Regions from separate parts of the Zea mays genome. Here region 1 is linked to region 2. A link is a contact called in public Hi-C data. All regions are on one chromosome and are shown on one strand. The core of a region is the stretch at or near the end of the contact, and the rest is flanking DNA. Distances in the headings are between cores, read along the strand shown. Region 1 holds the start of LOC100278914 (GDP-mannose transporter GONST3). Region 2 overlaps LOC541985 (MADS14).

Region 1 (5,939 bases), core at 3,080-5,579, 160 kb after region 2:
TGTGTGCAAGATTCCAAGCCGACCCTAAGGAAGCTCACCTTACGGCCGTGAAACGAATCTTGAGATATTTGGCTTATACTCCTAAGTTTGGGCTTTGGTATCCTAGGGGATCCACATTTGATTTGATTGGTTATTCGGATGCCGACTGGGCGGGGTGTAAAATCAATAGAAAGAGCACATCGAGGACTTGCCAGTTCTTGGGAAGATCCTTGGTGTCTTGGGCTTCAAAGAAGCAAAATTCGGTCGCTCTTTCCACCGCTGAAGCCGAGTATATTGCCGCAGGCCATTGTTGCGCGCAATTGCTATGGATGAGGCAAACCCTGCGGGACTACGGTTACAAATTAACCAAAGTCCCCTTGCTATGTGATAATGAGAGTGCAATCAAAATGGCCGACAATCCCGTCGAGCATAGCCGCACTAAGCACATAGCCATTCGGTATCACTTTTTGAGGGATCACCAACAAAAGGGAGACATCGAGATTTCTTACATTAATACTAAAGATCAATTAGCCGATATCTTTACCAAGCCTCTTGATGAACAATCTTTTAACAAACTTAGGCATGAGCTCAATATTCTTGATTCGCGCAATTTCTTTTGCTAGCTTGCACATATAGCTCATTTTATACCTTTGATCATGTCTCTTTCATATGCTATGACTAATGTGTTTTCAAGTCTATCTCAAACCAAGTCATAGGTATATTGAAAGGAAATTGGAGTCTTCGGCAAAGACAAAGGCTTCCACTCCGTAACTCATACTTCGCCATCACTCCAAGCAACTCTCTATTCTTTGGGGAGAAATGAGCATCAAAGAAAAGGACTTCGTCTTTGGTATAATCTTAACTCATTTATTTATGACCAAAGGGGAAGATAGCACTTCGAGGGCTCTAATGATTCCGTTTTTGGCGATTCATGCCAAAAAGGGGGAGAAATGAGCCCAAAGCAAAAGGACCGCACCACCACCAATTTCAAAAACTTAAGTATTGAATATTTTCAATTAGTATCCTATTGTGTTCAAAAGGGGGAGAAAAATAGTATTTCAAAAGTATATATCAAAACCCTCTTGAACACTAAGAGGAGGATCTCATTTAGGGGGAGTTTTGTTTAAGTCAAAGGAAAAGCATTTGAAACGGGGGGAGAAAATTTTCAAATTTTGAGAATGCTTTGCAAATCATATTCATTTACCTTTGACTATTTGCAAAAGAACTTTGAAAAGGATTTACAAAAGAGTTTGCAAAAACAAAACATGTGGTGCAAACATGGTCCAAAATGTTATATAAGAGAGAAACAATCCATGCATATCTTGTAAGTATTTACATCGGCTCAATTTCAAGCAACCTTTGCACTTACATTATGCAAACTAGTTCAATTATACACTTCTATATTTGCTTTGGTTTGTGTTGGCATCAATCACCAAAAAGGGGGAGATTGAAAGGGAATTAGGCTTATACCTAGTCCCTAATTAATTTTGGTGGTTGAATTGCCCAACATAAACAATTGGACTAACTAGTTTTCCCAAGTGTATAGATTATTCAGGTGTAAAAGGTTCACACTCAGCCAATAAAAAGACCAAGTTTTGGATTCAACAAAGGAGCAGAAGTAGGAACCGAAGGCCCTCTGGTCTGGGAGCACCAGACTGCCCGGTGTACACCGGACAGTGTCCGGTGCACCAGAGGACTCCAACTCGAACTCGCCACCTTCGGGAATTTCCAGAGGCGACTCCGCTATAATTCACCGGACTGTCCGGTGTACACCGGACAGTGTCCGGTGCGCCAAGGGAGGTCGGTCTCAGGAACTCGCCAGCTTCGGGAAACTCCAACGGCTAGTCCGCTATAATTCACCGGACTGTCTGGTGTGCACCGGACTGTCCGGTGCGACTCAGGAGCAACGGCTACCTCCGCGCCAACTGCTCTCTGCCGCGCATTCAATGCGCGCTCTGCGCGCGCAGATGTCAGGCGCGCCCATTCCGGCACACCGGACAAGGAACAGTAGATGTCCGGTGTGCACCGGACACCCAGGCGGGCCCACAAGTCAGGAGCTCCAACGGCTAGAATCCAACGGCAGTGATGACGTGGCAGGGGCACCGGACTGTCCGGTGCGCCATCGAACAGACAGCCCAGCCAACGGTCAAGTTTGGTGGTTGGGGCTATAAATACCCCAACCACCCCACCATTCATTGCATCCAAGTTTTCCACTTCCCAACTACTACAAGAGCTCTAGCATTCAATTCTAGACACACCAAAAGAAATCAAATCCTCTCCAACTCCACACAAGCCTCTAGTGATTAGCGAGAGAGATTTTCCGTGTACTTTTGAGCTCTTGCGCTTGGATTGCTTCTTTTCTTTCTCACTTGTTCTTGAGATCATAACTCCATTGTAATCAAGGCAAGAGGCACCAATTGTGTGGTGGCCCTTGTGGGAAGTTTTGTTCCCGACTTCGATTTGAGAAGAGAAGCTCACTCGATCCGTGGATCGTTTGAGAGAGGGAAGGGTTGAAAGAGACCCGGCCTTTGTGGCCTCCTCAACGGGGAGTAGGTTTGCAAGAACCGAACCTTGGTAAAACAAATCTCCGTGTCTCACTTGCTTATTCGCTTGGGATTTGTTTTGCGCCCTCTCTCACGGACTCGTTTCTTTATTACTAACGCTAACCCCGGCTTGTAGTTGTGTTTATATTTGTAAATTTCAGTTTCGCCCTATTCACCCCCCCTCTAGGCGACTTTCAATGAGGACTAGACCTTGAACGTGGTGCCCTTCCTTTGAGGGTTGTTCTGCCCTTAGAGTAGGGGCTAACTATACTCTTTGATATGTTGGTGCTTCTATACTTAGTTGAATCGAGAACTCCTTTATGTTATCGGGAGGCCCTAGGGCCTAGAGGGTCTCGGGACTTGGTCACGACAAATTTCTCGAGCAGTGGGCCTCAGATACCCACTTCAGATATCTGAAGACTCTTAGGGGTCCAGGTCTGTAGGGAAAACTAAGTTTGAAAGTTCCTTATGGTTAGAGTGTCCATGGGTCCTATGGACCCCAGTTCTACACCGTTCTATCTGATACTGGTGATGGGAAGAACTCTTGTTGTGGGGCATGAGATCAAATCCCTAGGATAGTAGGATGATAAACCTCTACATTAGTTCGAGTAAAGATCTATCCCTAGCCTAGGGATGAAAATGGATACTTATTCAGATATTAAGTTTTTGTCTTTTTATTGTGAATAAATAGGATATAGGATATGCTATGCCAATTCATATTATTGTGTTTAGCATTGAGCATGTAAAGGTTCATAAAAAGTAAACTTTAAATTTATCATATATCTTCTCAAATGATAGATATAAATTTAGGATACAAATACAAATATATTCATCTTTTTGTTATAGGGAGTAAATAATGTACAAAACGATATATGTAAACTTTTATTTGTATTTGTAATAATGTGTTAGATAATATATGAAAAGATTAACATTAAGTTTATATATATATATATATATATATTAAATTTATCCTAATAATTTGGATGCCCACTTTCCCTATGTCATTAGTCTTGAGAGCGTGAATCCGGCAGTAGACGGCCACGGCCCCATGTCAAATTATTATTATTAGGATTTTTTTGAAAGTGAGTTGTAGCATGTAGGACTATGACCTTCCTAGGACAGTGACAGTAATTATTTGGTCCAGATTTCTTCCTACCCAAAATCGATAAGAAAAATGGCTCTAAAGTGTACCCAACATGCATAAAATGTATTGAGAAGTAATAAAAATATATACAAGTTTTTTTTGGAGTCAGAGGTGTTTGGTTTCAAACGGTAATCTCGTCCTGCTGGCGCTATTACCGATTAGCTGGTCCAGCTGGGCGAGCGATTTTGACTCGCTGACAAGAGCAAATCAAATCTTAACGAGCCAAGTAGCATTTCATCAGCAAGTTTAACGTGCTGAATCGCAAACGGCAGGCCAGTAGCTATCGGACCCAATCCAATCGTGTTGTTCTTCTGACCAGATTTTCTGAGAATCTGGCTAGCTTTTTTGACAAGTTTTTATGAGAATTTAGGTACGGAAAGAATTAGCTGTGAGAAAAATCTTAATATCGTGGTATTATATACGGAAGAAGACGAAGTAGCCCAAAGGATTCAGGAGCTAGAAAAGGATGGATTCCTATCATCGCGACGACTCGACCGATTCTGTATTGATTTTTGACAGTTTTTATCAAATCAAATCTTAACGACCAAGTATAACATTTCAACAGCAAGTTTAACGTACTGAATCTCAAACGGCAGGCCAGTCGGACCCAATCCAATCTCCACTCCACCTACGCTGCAGCAGTCCAATGCAGATCAGTCCACCGTAATAAGTTTACTGTGATGATTGATGAATGATGATATCTCTGGCGTCATGCCCGCTCGCGGCTCGCACCTAGCAGTGTCGCCGCCTCGCCGTGGACGACGGATATCGCGGGCGCGGCACCCCCGTTCCCGTCCTCGTTCGCTTGTCTGATCAGATCCCCATCTGGCCGTTCACGAAGGCACGCAGCCGAGCTCGCAGCGCACGCAGGGGGCTGGGAGAACCGGACAAGTCAGAAGGTCCACCCGCGACGCGACCGCGACCCGCAAGGCGGGCGAGCCCGCCGAGGCGGAGGAGGGCGCCTCGAGATCTCCTCCGCGCGGCTCGCGGGTCAGAAGCAGCGAAGTCGCATTTGTAAATTCATCATCGTCCCCGACTCCCCGCCTGCAAAAATTCTGCTGTGGCCTCCTGCCCTCCTCGTTTGCCTTCCATTGCCTGAAATCCCAATTCCGAGATTCCCAAATTGCAGGACCCCACTGCTAGTGCTAGGTTCCCACTCCGCGCGCGCCGGCCCAGTTAACCCCCGTCCGCGGCCGCGGGTTGACTCGCAATCGGAATCGCAAGCGTCCGGATCCGGGCTCACACCTCCGACCGACAGCCACCGCGCAGAAAACAAGGCGGAGACCCGGCGATAAATCCCCGCGCCCCATCCTTTTCCGTTCCCCACACCACCACCGAGTTCACCGGGGCTGGAGGAAGCGTCTACAGGACAAGGTGAGAGTTCCTATCATCTGCGTTCTCTGGGGTTTTCGAACCCGTTTCTGCGCCCCCAAATTGCACGAACTATGCGGAGGAGTGGCTGTCATTGGTCGTGACGGGACGCCCTCACACCTAACAATTGACATTTTCTTTTCTTCTGTCCGTGGCGGCGTTAAGTTCGTGCAATGATGACCTCTTGCGCTAGCATACGACGCCTTCTCCGGCGAGGCGACTTACTAAATTCCATTATTTTTATTTCTTTTTTTTAAGCAGGATCAGCATCGCTTCATGTGACTGATTGGTTGGTTGCGCCGGCCTGCGAGGATCTAGCACCGAGTTCAGGGAGCACTTCGTGAGACTTGTTCATTCGTCTTGAGGTGCTGGAGCCGTCACGTTGTGGTAGTTGAGAGGAACCTGTCCAATTTCCATAGTTGCGAGGAAAGATTCCTGAGGTATGCTTGCTGTACTTGTTTGCTTATCAGAAACTAGTGCACCCCATTATTGTGACCTCCTCTACTTGACTTGGACAAGCGCTAGTTAAGTTTTCAAAAAAAAAAAAAACAAGCGCTAGTTGGTAGTTGGTACGATACGTCCCGTTGATATTTCTAGCATGTCCTGTCGTCCTAACAACCTAACATGCCTGCGAAGTGCCCCAAGCTTGTTTGACTTCCCTGGCTGTCATGGACAAGCGCATTATGCCCTCACGAGATAAGTTAACAGGGCTAGCTGCTAGGTGGTTGCTGCATACTGGTCTTCCCTCTTTCTCTTGCCACCTCGGGCATCCTCTCTGGCTTAGAAAAAAAATATGCGCTTCATAGTCCATACCTAGATCTTTTGGTGTTCAGTTTTGGTTTCAAGCCATGGCGAATTCTCGGATTGGACGTTACAAGGTATTTGTTGATCTTTGCTTGGAC
Region 2 (6,169 bases), core at 1,472-3,971:
ACTAAAGGCTTGTTTGATTTGTGGCTAACTATGCCCCACTTTGCCTAAGGTTAGTCGTTCGAATTGAATAACTAACCTTAGACAGAAAAGTTAGGCAAAGTGTGGCAATTGGGGTAACGAACCAAACATGCCCTAAAACCGCCTCCCTTTGGGATAAGATTAGGTGTAACACATATAAATTACTTGCAAAATAATTATAAAAAAATATTCCTGTTCACAGAACAACAACAAACTGGCAGTGCCACGTATGGCCTATGCCATAACATCGGTTACTGTGCTGCACCCTGCACGTACTCTGAAGTCTGAACCCTCAACTTGGTTGCCATATACTATGCTGATGACTGATGAGCTCTCTGCAACAGAGCACACTGCAAGGAGCTAGCGCTTCCACTACCATTCTCTCTCTCTCTCTCCCCCATGCCTTGCCTAGGCGCCTGTTCTTCATAGCCCACGTACCAGCCCTAAGACACATGCACAGCTCACACGTTCTCTTCTGCCTTCACACCCAAATTTGGACCATGATGAGACCCAGGGACTGGGACTCTCAGTCTGGGAGGTATATAGTCTTATTTTTTTTGTCCTGCTAAAAAGGCGCATTCTATTTTCCTAAAGCTAGCAACTAGCTAGCATAGACAATGCGAGAAGATTAAAGATTAATTAAGGATGACGATTGAGCTCTCGTAATTATATGTTTATTGTGTCGAATCTCCTGTAAAAAGGAGCAAAGAAAAAGATCGGAGCATCAAGACGAAATCAAAGAATCTTTGTTTGTGCTGCTAGCTTATTTCGTTGTTTTCTTAAAATGCTGCCACTGATCACTTTGATTGCCTTGTGCCAACAGCATGTACAAAACACTCGAGAGATACCGCAGCTCCAACTACAGCACACAGGAAGTAAAAGCTCCACTGGAGAGTGAAGTAAGTGTACTGAGTTCTTGACATCCTTTCTCGACATAATAATGCATTTGCATATATATTTTTGTGAGAGTTTAAATCATCTATATTCCTTTTATAAACATAAAATAATATAATAAGCTAACAATCTCTTGCCTAGCTTTGTGGAGGGTTTGAATTAGTAATATTAAGATTCACTTGGCAAAAAATACATGACTTGTGAACGCTATCTACATCCTGCTTGGTCATTTGATAAGCCCTGCCATCTGTTTCTACTGATATGGTATCTAGAGTAGGTCAGTGGGACGGGATTTCTTTCTTCTCTAGAACTAAGTTTTGGGTGTTCCTTTTTTTTCATGACGTTGACTTACTCTGTTGCATTGCGCTCTTCCTTGCTAAAACTAGATTAACTACCAGGACTACTTGAAGTTGAGGACCAGAGTTGATTTTCTCCAGACTACACAAAGGTAGAAATATTTCTCCAAAGCGAGCGGTGGTACTGCACTACGGATTGCTTGTTTCATTATATTTCAGGTGCACCAAAACTGTTAATGGACATATGATGACGTGTGCTACTAATTTAATCCATTCTGTAGAAACATCCTTGGCGAAGATCTGGGCCCACTCAGCATGAAGGAGCTCGAGCAGCTGGAGAACCAGATAGAGGTATCCCTGAAGCATATCAGGTCAAGAAAGGTAGAACACCTGGCCGCGTTTATGTACTTATATTTCCACAGAGCGCAGTGCTTTCGCTTGCATTTGACGACGGCTGATATGCTCGCAGAATCAGATGCTACTCGACCAGCTCTTTGATCTCAAAAGCAAGGTAACAATGAGGAGCTCCGCTTATATATATATACCTTTTGCCTGCCTTTACTTCTGTTCCATACATCTGCACCAAATTAAACAAAGAAACTTTGTAGTCATGTAATGCCGAGCTAGTTTTGCAGGAACAAGAGTTGCAGGATCTCAACAAAGACCTAAGGAAAAAGGTAACTAAAAACGCTAGATGTATGTATGCCCACTTTGACGTAAACGTACTGTTCCGTTACTGATTTCATGCAAGTGCTGCCAGCTGCAAGAAACAAGTCCGCAGAATGTGATCCACGACGTCTCCTGGGAGGAAGGCGGGCACAGTGGGAGTAGTGTTCTTGGTCCGTTCCAGGGACTCCTTCAGCACCATGGCAATGATCCTTCCCTGCAGACACGGTAAGTTTTCAGGTGATATCCATGAAGCCAATAGCCACACACAACGACTGTGTTATCTGTACGTACTTATGCAACCTCAATCGCATTGATTAATGAGTGCGTGTGTTCGTCCTGGGCGAACAAAGGTACCATCAGCAGGCCTACATGGACCAGCTGAACGAGGACATGGCGGACCCTGACGAGCACGGTCGGTCTGGATGGATATGAGATGCTCCGGTCCGATGCCCCCCAAATAATGTCGATGCATGCATATAGTTTCCTGCGGTATGCGGAACTATATATGTGTTGAAACTGCACCAACGATTAGCTGCCTGATTGTAATGGTTACCTTAAGAACTCCAGTGTATTGTATTGTTGTGTGCTGTGCTGTGTTGTCAGAAGCTTGCAACTTTGTATATGTACATGTATGGTATTCTGTTAGTTTCTTGGAGCTGCGCAAAACCGTCTTCATTTCTGGGCTTCATTTCTATATGCTCTCTGCTCCAGGCAGGCTTAGATCTCTGGGCCTCTACCCAGCAGCCTGCATCACCGTGCGCATAGCTCGTGGGCCGCGTCATCATCCTCACACGGCAGACGGGCACACTACTAACTGCCGACGCCAGTCGTCGCCCCTCGCTCTCGCGAATCGTTTTGGGTGCTGGGGTCGTCTCATGTCATGGAGGCGACCACTCGGCATGTCCATGGCCCAAGAAGGAGTGAGCGAGCCCGCCAGCCCAATACCAATTCACCGGCCCACAATGGACTTCAGCTGGAACACAGCCTGCGTGCGCAAGTTCTGTCCTGTGCGTGCGGCGCGTCTATACGAGACGAGTCATTAAAAAAAGAAAGGAAGGAAAACATAGTTTCCACTAAACAACAATCCTAGACCTCTACGAACATAGTTTAACAGAGGCTCCAGAAATCCAGAATGATCCCCATAGACTAGATAGGTTACAAATTCGGAGACTTGGTTCATAAACATCTCTGAACAAGAACCTACAATGTTCGTCACATGATCACAGACATATTGTTCGGACCACATATTAGACAAAGGATTCACTAGTGACCCATCTGATTTGGCGAAAAGATGATGTCTTCAGCGCCCCTATCCATTTTGTTAGATTTCATCGCCTTCTCAAGATTTACCACATCAGTCTAAACAACAACCGTACCATGGCCATCACTAGTATAAAGAAGTTGTTTAGTGACGGTTGGTAACCTATTTTTATTGGTGTTTTTTTTAAAACCGACGACAATAATAGAGTCCAATAAAATCAACTTTTATACATGCGATTAATTGAGAATCGCTAGTAGAAATCAATTTTCAATTGCAGTTGAGATAAAAAAATCGTCAGTACTAACCTTTTCCTGTAAACATAAACATGGTTTTAAAAATAGCAAAAAATAGAGAGGCATATTTTAATCGATTTTCACTGCAAGTCTTGGCATTTTTGCGCACAAAATTCACGAGCGACGTAACTGCGGGCACTCAAACCCTAACCTTATTCTCACGTGTAGTATACTCTAGCACTCCACCTATCTCTTAGCTTGTGTTTGGATTACAGCTTTATTGTCCATATATTATAACAAACCGAGTATAAACTGATTGGTTGAGGTTGTAAACGAATTCAAACGAAAAACTCGTCAACTATAAAGTAGAATGAATTTTTAAGCTCTATAAGTTTATTTTGGGACAATTGTGACTATACACTTCTCTGGCATCGCAATTCCAATTTTATTAGCCCTCGTTTTTAACTTTGTGATTTTACCCCTCTATTTTGAAAATGAAGCTGCCATTTGCCCCTCTCTCTTAACACCGTTAGTGAAAATCATAATTGGTGATTAAAAAATAAGAAACAAGGGGGTAAAATCACAATTTCAAAGTTTGAAAAGGGTATAATCACAATTTACTTTGAAAACAATGTTTAATTTTTTAGGGTTAATTGTGATTATACATTTATATTGTGATTTTACCCCTATTTTTTAACCACTAATTCTGATTTTCACTAACGATGTTAAGGGGAGGGCAAACTATGGCTTCGTTTTCAAAATAGAGGTGAGGGGTAACATCAAAGTTCAAAAGTAGTAAAATCACAATTGTAATGTTCGAGAAGGGTATAACAACAATTGCCCCTTTTATTTTTGGTACTTTTTCCATATTGTAGAATTTGCATTTTAAAATGTGTCAAATGCAGATCGAATTTTGATAGCCCAAATAATTTCAAATGAAAATGTTATCAACTACAAAGTTTCATAACTTTTAGAGGTCTACAACTTTTATTTTGGTGATTTTTCAAACAAGGTCATTTTAGAAACTCAAAAAAATCTATTTCAAATAATTTCTACAAGCGGTTCCTTAAGAAAACTGTGATTTGCACTAACGGTTTTTTAAGGAACTGCCAGTATAAATAAGCGACATGTTCTGCTGGCAGGGTTCCGCAACAGCGGTAGCTACTGCTGCTGCGACCCAACAGCCAAAGCCTTCATCAGCCTCTGTGGTTTCTACTGCTATATCCTGCAGTTGATTGGCTTGAAGATTTTTAAGAAAACCGCCTATAGAAATGCACGATGTACACTTGAGAAAGCCGATAGTGAAAATGTGTTTCTATTGGTGGTTCTTGAGCTGGGACAACCCATTTAATTTCATTTGCGTTTGATAACCGAAACTGCTTGTAATAATTAGACCAAGCATATACCAATTTTCTACTAGTGCATTCGCAATTATGCCATCCTTTGAAGGCTCTTTAGAGCAGCAAGGGCTTCAACATGTATGGAACTTGTGACACGCTCGTGGTGAGAACATCCCCTCCTAGTAATTCTCCAGTGTTGTCTCTTGCTACAAAATTCCACTCACTAGTCATGTTTTGCTTTAGTAATAAGCATACATGTACCACGTTTTCTCTTTGCCCCCTCCTCTCTCCTAAGGGCTAGTTTGGGAGAAAGGGAGTCTAAACCCAGTGAGGGAAAACTTCCCACGTATAACTAAATATATTATTCAAATGTCACTCTTAAGAATTGCTCACCTTGGGAAATGAGGGGGATCCCAATGGGATAAGGTTTATAAACTAACCCTAACCGGTGATAAGCAGGGACTCGGTCCTTTCCCTTCCATAGTCTTAGGATAGCTTTGTTGACCCTTGTTCATCTATATTTTAGTTTCTTGTGTCATCGTTGAGGTGGTGGCATGATTTTTTAGCTTCTCACTACCTCGATGGCGTTCGATCTAGCATCAACAAAGGACCCATGCAATGTGAGAGTTTTGTCATATCTGTTGTTTCACTTCCGAGTTTAGCATTTCACGTGCTTATCAGATGAAGTTTGGTTAGTACAAAAATGATGTTAAAGCACTATAATTGATGTATCCATTGCATGATTGTTACAATGGATATGATGATTTACCATGATCAAGGTTTGGTAATCTGATTAACACTAGGGTGTTACAATATCTCATACCAAACACATATTAGTCCATATGTCACTCAATTGACAAAAAACAAATTATGGCCTTTCATATGGCCTTGACCATCACCACCACTATACTCTACTCTTCCTTGAGTGCTGCCATCATCCCTGCATTGTCTACCCCCATTCAAAGCCCTATATCATCTTGATTCCTACTCGAGGAGCTTTGCTGACATCCACACAGTGAGAGGACCTAACACCTCTCCATTGCGTCAAATGACCTAACCAGCTTTTAATATAGTGGACTACACATGTACTTTGTTCCTCTTGATAATTATGTAACTTATGGATTAAAGGGCATTGTCATCTAAGTGAGGGTGAGTTAGGCTTCATTCTTAAAAACTACCTGGCCTCTATTTTCTACTCAACAAAATATATGCAAGATTTCTATCTAAAAGTGGTTTTGCTAGGAGCTACTATTTCTACAATTAAAAATGCATCTTGGTTACAATCCTACCACTGACCAAGCAAACCAGAGTAGAAATGTGCTAAGGTGTGTGGAGCAAGAGAGGCTTAATGCATTTGTTGATTTATTTAAATTGTGTGCTCGACTACAAAAATGGTACGTTTAGATGTAAATATTTAAGGGATTGAAATTGCATCAGATACATATACAAAACATGCTT

What was found. A called contact is a pair of places that touch in the nucleus more often than the background predicts.
Region 1: a Hi-C map of tassel shows a contact between it and region 2, with 2.3 times the contacts expected there. The contact joins the promoter of LOC100278914 here to the enhancer-like site in region 2. A contact is called at or near these places in 2 of 25 Hi-C or Micro-C datasets (leaf mesophyll and tassel).

Annotation. Positions count from the first base shown.
Region 1 is chr9:153,159,207-153,165,145 of Zm-B73-REFERENCE-NAM-5.0, forward strand. It overlaps LOC100278914 (GDP-mannose transporter GONST3), which reads left to right and starts at 4,330. Exons shown (of 3, transcript NM_001152036.2): 1 at 4,330-5,040; 2 at 5,299-5,477.
Region 2 is chr9:152,996,925-153,003,093 of Zm-B73-REFERENCE-NAM-5.0, forward strand. It overlaps LOC541985 (MADS14), which reads left to right. Exons shown (of 8, transcript NM_001320931.1): 2 at 842-917; 3 at 1,299-1,360; 4 at 1,490-1,589; 5 at 1,678-1,719; 6 at 1,844-1,885; 7 at 1,969-2,102; 8 at 2,228-2,543. The coding sequence ends at 2,309. Among protein-coding and RNA genes, the nearest start is that of LOC541985, 8.7 kb to the left of the region's middle. Within about 2 kb of position 2,722, at least 17 of the 20 cell types and tissues checked have an H3K27ac peak or open chromatin away from gene starts, as enhancers often do. A contact at or near this core is called in leaf mesophyll and tassel, where this site is marked.